Linked DNA regions of Oryza sativa: region 1 is linked to region 2. A link is a contact called in public ChIA-PET data. All regions are on one chromosome and are shown on one strand. Each heading gives the region's core, a stretch centred on a gene start, on an enhancer-like site or on the middle of the called end of the contact. The rest is flanking DNA. Distances are from core to core; before and after follow the strand shown.

Region 1 (3,028 bases), core at 301-2,800, 120 kb before region 2:
ATCCGAGTTTTGCGGTCCGATTTTGATAAAAAAAAAGGAAAGAGGAAATCAAGTAGATAAAAAACCCTAAACCAATTTTGGAAGATCGAGAAAGATTCGACTAGATTTAATGGGGAGGATCAGCTCGACATCGTACGAGGAAGGGACTATCTTCCGAAGGTTGAAGACGACAATGGGTTGTGCGAGTTGGACCTACAACTCCACGTTTGGGCTGGCCCGAAGAGTGAAAGGCCGAGCGTAGTGAGGTAGCGAACCGGGATCGGGCTGGAAAGGAATGAATGAATGAGCTTTCGGTCCAAAACCAAACGAGTATAATGTATAGCTATCAAAAACGTTTTTACCCGTTGCAACGCACGGACATTTTCCTAGTCTGTACTATTATAAAAATTGAAGATGTTTCCGCGGTCCATCATCCGTGTTTGAGTCGGTTATAAAAATTAAAGATATTTCTGCGGTTCGTCATCTATGTTTGAGTTGGTTTTAATTTTATGTTTTGGTTTTAATCTATATCTCTTTTCTATCTCTATCTCAACTATTATAAAAATTGAAGATGTTTTTGTCGGTATTTTGTACGTCATCCGTGTATGAGTCGGTTTTTAAGTTTATTTGCTTTTGAAAATACATATCCGTATTTGAGTCGGTTTTTAAGATCGCTCACTTTTGGTAATACAGAAGGAATCATATAAGAAATCTGTTTAAAAAAACTCACATGCTAACTTGAGACGATCTGACTCTTAACTGCAGCTCATGATTTTCTATATATATATCCAAGCGAACTCCCACAGTGAATTTCATCTTAACTAAACCATATAACAATAATAAGATTAAAATAGACTTCACCTGTTGCAACGCACGGGCATTTTTTCTAGTAAGAATAAAATATAAAAATTGAAGATATTTTTGCCGGTACTTTGGTACGTCATCCGTGCATGAGTTGGTTTTCAAGTTTGTTCTTTTTGGAAATACAGTTCCGTATTTAAGTCGGTTTTTAAGTTCGTTCGCTTTTGGAAATATAAAAAGAATCGTATAACAAACCTCTTTTAAAAAAACTCGCATGCTAACTTGAAATGACCGGACTCCTAATTGCAGATCATGATTTTCTGAGAAAAATATAGAGTCGGTTTTTAAGTTCGTTTAGTTTTTAAAATATAGAAGGAATCGCATAAGAAATCTCTTTAAAAAAAACTTGCATGCTACCTTGAAACGATCAGAGTCCTAATTGCAGCGCATGATTTTCTTAAAAAAATATATATCCAAACGAGTTCTTACAATAGATTTCACCTTAACTAAAATGTATAACAATAATAAGATTAAAATAACTTTCATCTGTTGCAACGCACGGACTTTTTTTTTTTTGGTTAGAATAAAATGTATGGGTCAGCCGGGCCGTGTCTCGTGCTTGGGTCGTGTCGTGCCGGCCCATGGGTTGTGGTAGCCGTGCCGGCCAGCCCAGTCCTAGAGTACGGCCGTGCCCCGGCCGGGTCTTGGTCCGGCCCATTTGACAGCTATACTCTAACCCTAAGTAGGTCGCCTTGGAGGCGCTCCCCCTGCAGGGCCTTCTCCCACGCGGCCGCGCCATCACGTCCGCCGCTCCCTGTCTTCCGTCCCCTCCAACACACCATGGCGCCGCCGCAGCAGCTGGTGCTCGCGGCCTCTTCCACCGACGCCGGCGTTGCCGCGTGGGACCTCCGCACGGGCGCCGAGGCCATCCGCCACCGCACCTGCGCCTCCCGCCCCCGCGCTCTCACCGTCGTCGCCGGCCGCTTCCTCGCCGCCTCCCAGGCCCCCGCCGGCAACTCAGCACCCATCCACTACTACCACTGGGACAAGGTAAATCACTCGACCTTAACCCACGGTCCTTTAAACTCACAAAACCCTATCTCGGAGGCGGAGCTTCATGTCCTTTGTTGGTCCCCTGCAGCCCCAGGTGGCCGTCAAGAGCTTCCCGGTTGAGCCGATACGCGCGCTCATCGCTGATCCGGAGGGGAGCTACCTCATCGGCGGTGGGATCTCTGGCGACATATTCTTTTGGGAGGTCAGAGCATTTGCTATTGATTTCTTCTTCTATGGTAAAACACTCGCTAGTTTTGGGGAACAAACAGTTGTCATTGCTGCTTTTTGTGCACTTTGTGTACTGTTTCGGAAGGTTATGGTCGTGTTTAGTTGTTTTGGCAATTTTTTTTGACGTATACGGACACACATTTGAAGTATTAAACGTAGACTAATAACAAAACAAATTACATATTCTCCCTGTAAATTGCGAGATGAATCTATTAAGTCTAATTAATCTGTCATTAGCAAATGTTTACTGTAGCACCACATTGTCAAATCATGGCGTAATTATGCTCAAAAGATTCATCTCGTAATTTACCTGCAAACTGTGTAATTGGTTTTTTTCGTACACATTTAATGCTCTATGCATGTGTTCAAACATTTGATGTGACGGAAAAGTTGGAAGTTTGAAGGGAACTAACCACAGCCTATACACCCATGGTTGTTTAGGTATATTGAGTAATTTTATTTAATCATCAGTTTAGTTTTCATAAAAAAATAACCTTTATTGTACAATAATTCAGTCTTGTCGTACTGTGGTGGTTATGTTGGAGATGCCTGTTCTGTTTGGGCATTTGAATTTTGGCATTCAGTGAGATGCAACTATGCTATTTTCTGAAGAACATACATATTTGGGAAACTCGTGTAGTTCATACAGGGTGTGTTTGGTTGCCCGGACACATGAGAGATGCAGTGAATATCTTGTTTGGTTAGGTGTGCTCGCGATCGAGGATGAGCAGATGCAATTCGGCCCCAAGAGCCAGGCCTAAGAGATGCAGGTTTTCACCTTTCGCTTCTCAGCCAGGTCTGGCTCATGTGGCCGCGGATGCAAGCGAGCACGTGCGGGTGCAGACAGTGCAAGCAGGGCGCATCCCTCACCCCATCTCCCATTTGCATCGACTTGCCTCACCTCCCAAGTCGCATCATCGTTGCCCTCCTCTTCTCGTCGTCATCTAGCCCATCCGCTCCTTTTCTC
Region 2 (2,879 bases), core at 76-2,575:
GATTCCACCAAGCAATTGACAAATCTGATGGAGCCGGTATGACTACATGCTAACAGCAGAGGAGTTGCTCCATTGAATCCAGCGCCATTAACGTTAGCATCGGCCTAGTTCATGTGTTCAGCACAGTAGATTCTTTAGAAAGCACTGTAAATCCAGAATGATGGTTAAGGTATAAATGCCAGTAAACAAAATTGCAAGAATAATGAAGTTAGTGGTACAAGGAAGTAAAAAAGCATGGAGCTGGAGAAAAAAAGAACGAAGATAATTAGCAGAAAATCTATCTGAAAGAGCAACTTCATGCATTCCAATGATCCCCCCAAAAGTGACGAAACCAACGGTGTGAAGACGAAATTGGCAATCCTGTTGGGCTACAAAATCCAAAAGAGATTTCAAATCAAAACTACCTGCCTAATACATTGTATTTGTCAGGATTGGAACAATTAGCATTTCAGGGAACCAAAAATATAGTTAAAATTTGTCAGAATTGGAGCAATTAGTTCCCTAAAATACAGTCAAGAATCATCATCACTGCGTCCGCCTACATCAGCGCCATGGTTCAGCAAGACGCTGACGACGGCGGCGTGTCCCCACTGCACCTCTATAGATAAACCTAATCCCAACAACTCGCTCAAGCTCCTCGATCTGCAACAGATTCCAATCCACAAACTAACAAAAATAAATGTTGGGAGGAGAATCACAAGTCATATGAGCTCATGAGTCATGTACCTGCGCTATGGTTGGCGGAGCCAGAGCCGGAAGATCCATCGCTAGTTAGCGAAGCTTCACTTCAGTGATTGCCCAGAGGAAGGTGACGACATGGACCAGGTCAGGGCGCCCGCTGCACTGATGTCAATGGCTTCTTCGTCTCCTTTGGCATCGACCCGAAAGATCGCCTTGCATGGATGGGGAGTGGCAAGACTGGAGGTTGAACGACCGCAACCAATCGAACGCCATCCCCACAGGAAACTCATCTGCTCCCCATCTCCTGCATCACCACCCCAACCCACCATTCGACAAGAAAATCAATATTCAGGAGCGAAATCGAGTAAATCGATCCCAAGTAGAGGGAAAAGGAGGGCGCTGGAGGAAGTGATGACTCAGGAAGGGTTTCCTTTTACCTCTCATGGCAGCCATCGGTTCTGCCTGCCGGTGGTGTCGATTTTTTGCGAGGGGAATGGACAGGAGGTGGAGGCGCTCGGAGACGGCGACGCTACGGCGATGGCGACGGCGACGGCGACGGCGGCGGAGGCGCGAGGCGATGCGGATGACGATGGCAACGGCGCGAGGCGGAGGTGGCAGCGCGAGGGGAAAGCGCAGGCGGCGGCGAGAGAGGGAGAGAGCGAGACGAGGGAGGATGGGATGCGGGCGGCGGAGGCTAGGGTTGGGGGCGGGCGGGTTAGTGCGCGGAGTTTTGCGAAAAAGCCCCTCGGCTTTCTTGTTTTACATCGCAGTCCCAACACGCGATTTTTCCCTCCTTATCACGTAATATCCATCTTTTCTAAGGTCCTTTACGTAAAAAACCACCTCACAGGTATTTCCTCGGGGGACTGCGGCCGAATTACGCGCGAACCGGAGGGCCTTTTCGCAAAAATGCCACCCGCGCACTGTACATACTGTAGCAAAATCCTGACGTGGCACACCTCCTCGCCCGCCCTTTCTGCGCCCCATAATGTACTCCGATTCGAATGATTTTGGTTATTATTGATTTCTCTTGTTGCAGCCACCAAGTCCCAAGTCTGTCATGTGAAATCACATTGTCGAAATAGATGATCTGTGATGAGGGAGTTAGGTCCCGATCTTCCGATAGGTATTGATAAACAGTCGATTTGAGCGGAGTCTCGACACAACTCGATCCGGCTTCTGAACGAACACGCTACTAAGCCCCGCAATCGCAGCACCACGTCTCCTCTGGTTATCAACCGTGCCGAAACCCGGTTGACCTCGCCGAGAAAGCTAATCCCTACATGCGAATTGAAGAACACAAGCAAGAACAAGATAGATTGCAACCAAATTGCATATGAATGATTAAGCACACGAATTTGGGGTTCTACAAACCGATCTAGTGGCGAAATTGTTCTTGACAGAATAATCTAAGCAAAACCCAACTCTAAACGATGACGGCTACTGAATTAATATGATTAGAGACGTCCTAGGGTTGCCCTAGGGCGCACACCCCCTTGGGCTAAGCCCACGACACAATTACAAGGCCCAAAACCCAAGTCAGATTCAGACTGGATGAGATACGTGGCTTGTTTTGCAGATTCCTGGCAGCTCGGTAGGAATTTTGATGTGGGAACAAAACCATCTGAAAATAGACTCCATCAGCTTTCCAACAAGTACTCATGGGCCCCGAAATTCCTTCTAGATCAGCAGCTAGGTCCGTTTGAAGTTGATGCTGTCAAGAGACCCGAATTCGAATCCAAAACGTGTAGAACTTTATCTCTTGTCTTATATGGGCCAAAAGTGACGTGATAAGATGGAAGTGGACTTGGAGCAGGTCTTGATATGGTCCCCAATCAACTTCTTTGATCATCCATGAATTCGTTACGCTCGGTCTCTTTTCCTTAGCCCAAGCAAGTACCTATGCAAACAAAAACATAGGAAACTCATTGTGTAGCAACGTTTGTTCAAATATATAACATGCTAATTTAATGTAGAACATATGCACCTTTGGTTGATTAATACATAAGGTAGTCATGGTTATATCCGAGCTAGTTGTGTCCTCATCATCCTCCCCTTCTTGATTGGAAACCGTCCTCGGTTTCACCTTGTCATGGAGCGTATTGTACTTATCTTTGTCTATCACAACATCCTGTGCTGAACATTTCTTGTTGACCATATGATTGGATCCTAAAATCTTTGTAGTTGAAAAACCACAA

The links. ChIA-PET counts read pairs in DNA pulled down with a chosen protein or histone mark.
Region 1: an H3K9ac ChIA-PET map of leaf shows a contact between it and region 2, with 8 times the contacts expected there. The contact joins the promoter of LOC4342993 here to the promoter of LOC136351221 in region 2. A contact is called at or near these places in 1 of 15 Hi-C or Micro-C datasets (leaf) and 2 of 4 datasets of contacts at active chromatin or transcription factors (leaf and seedling).

What each region holds. Positions count from the first base shown.
Region 1 is chr7:12,837,749-12,840,776 of ASM3414082v1, reverse strand. It overlaps LOC4342993 (protein ROOT INITIATION DEFECTIVE 3), which reads left to right and starts at 1,550. Exons shown (of 9, transcript XM_015792263.3): 1 at 1,550-1,830; 2 at 1,922-2,035. The coding sequence starts at 1,621.
Region 2 is chr7:12,719,215-12,722,093 of ASM3414082v1, reverse strand. It overlaps LOC136351221, which reads right to left and starts at 1,325. Exons shown (of 5, transcript XM_066312288.1): 1 at 1,119-1,325; 2 at 727-985; 3 at 1-104. The coding sequence starts at 765.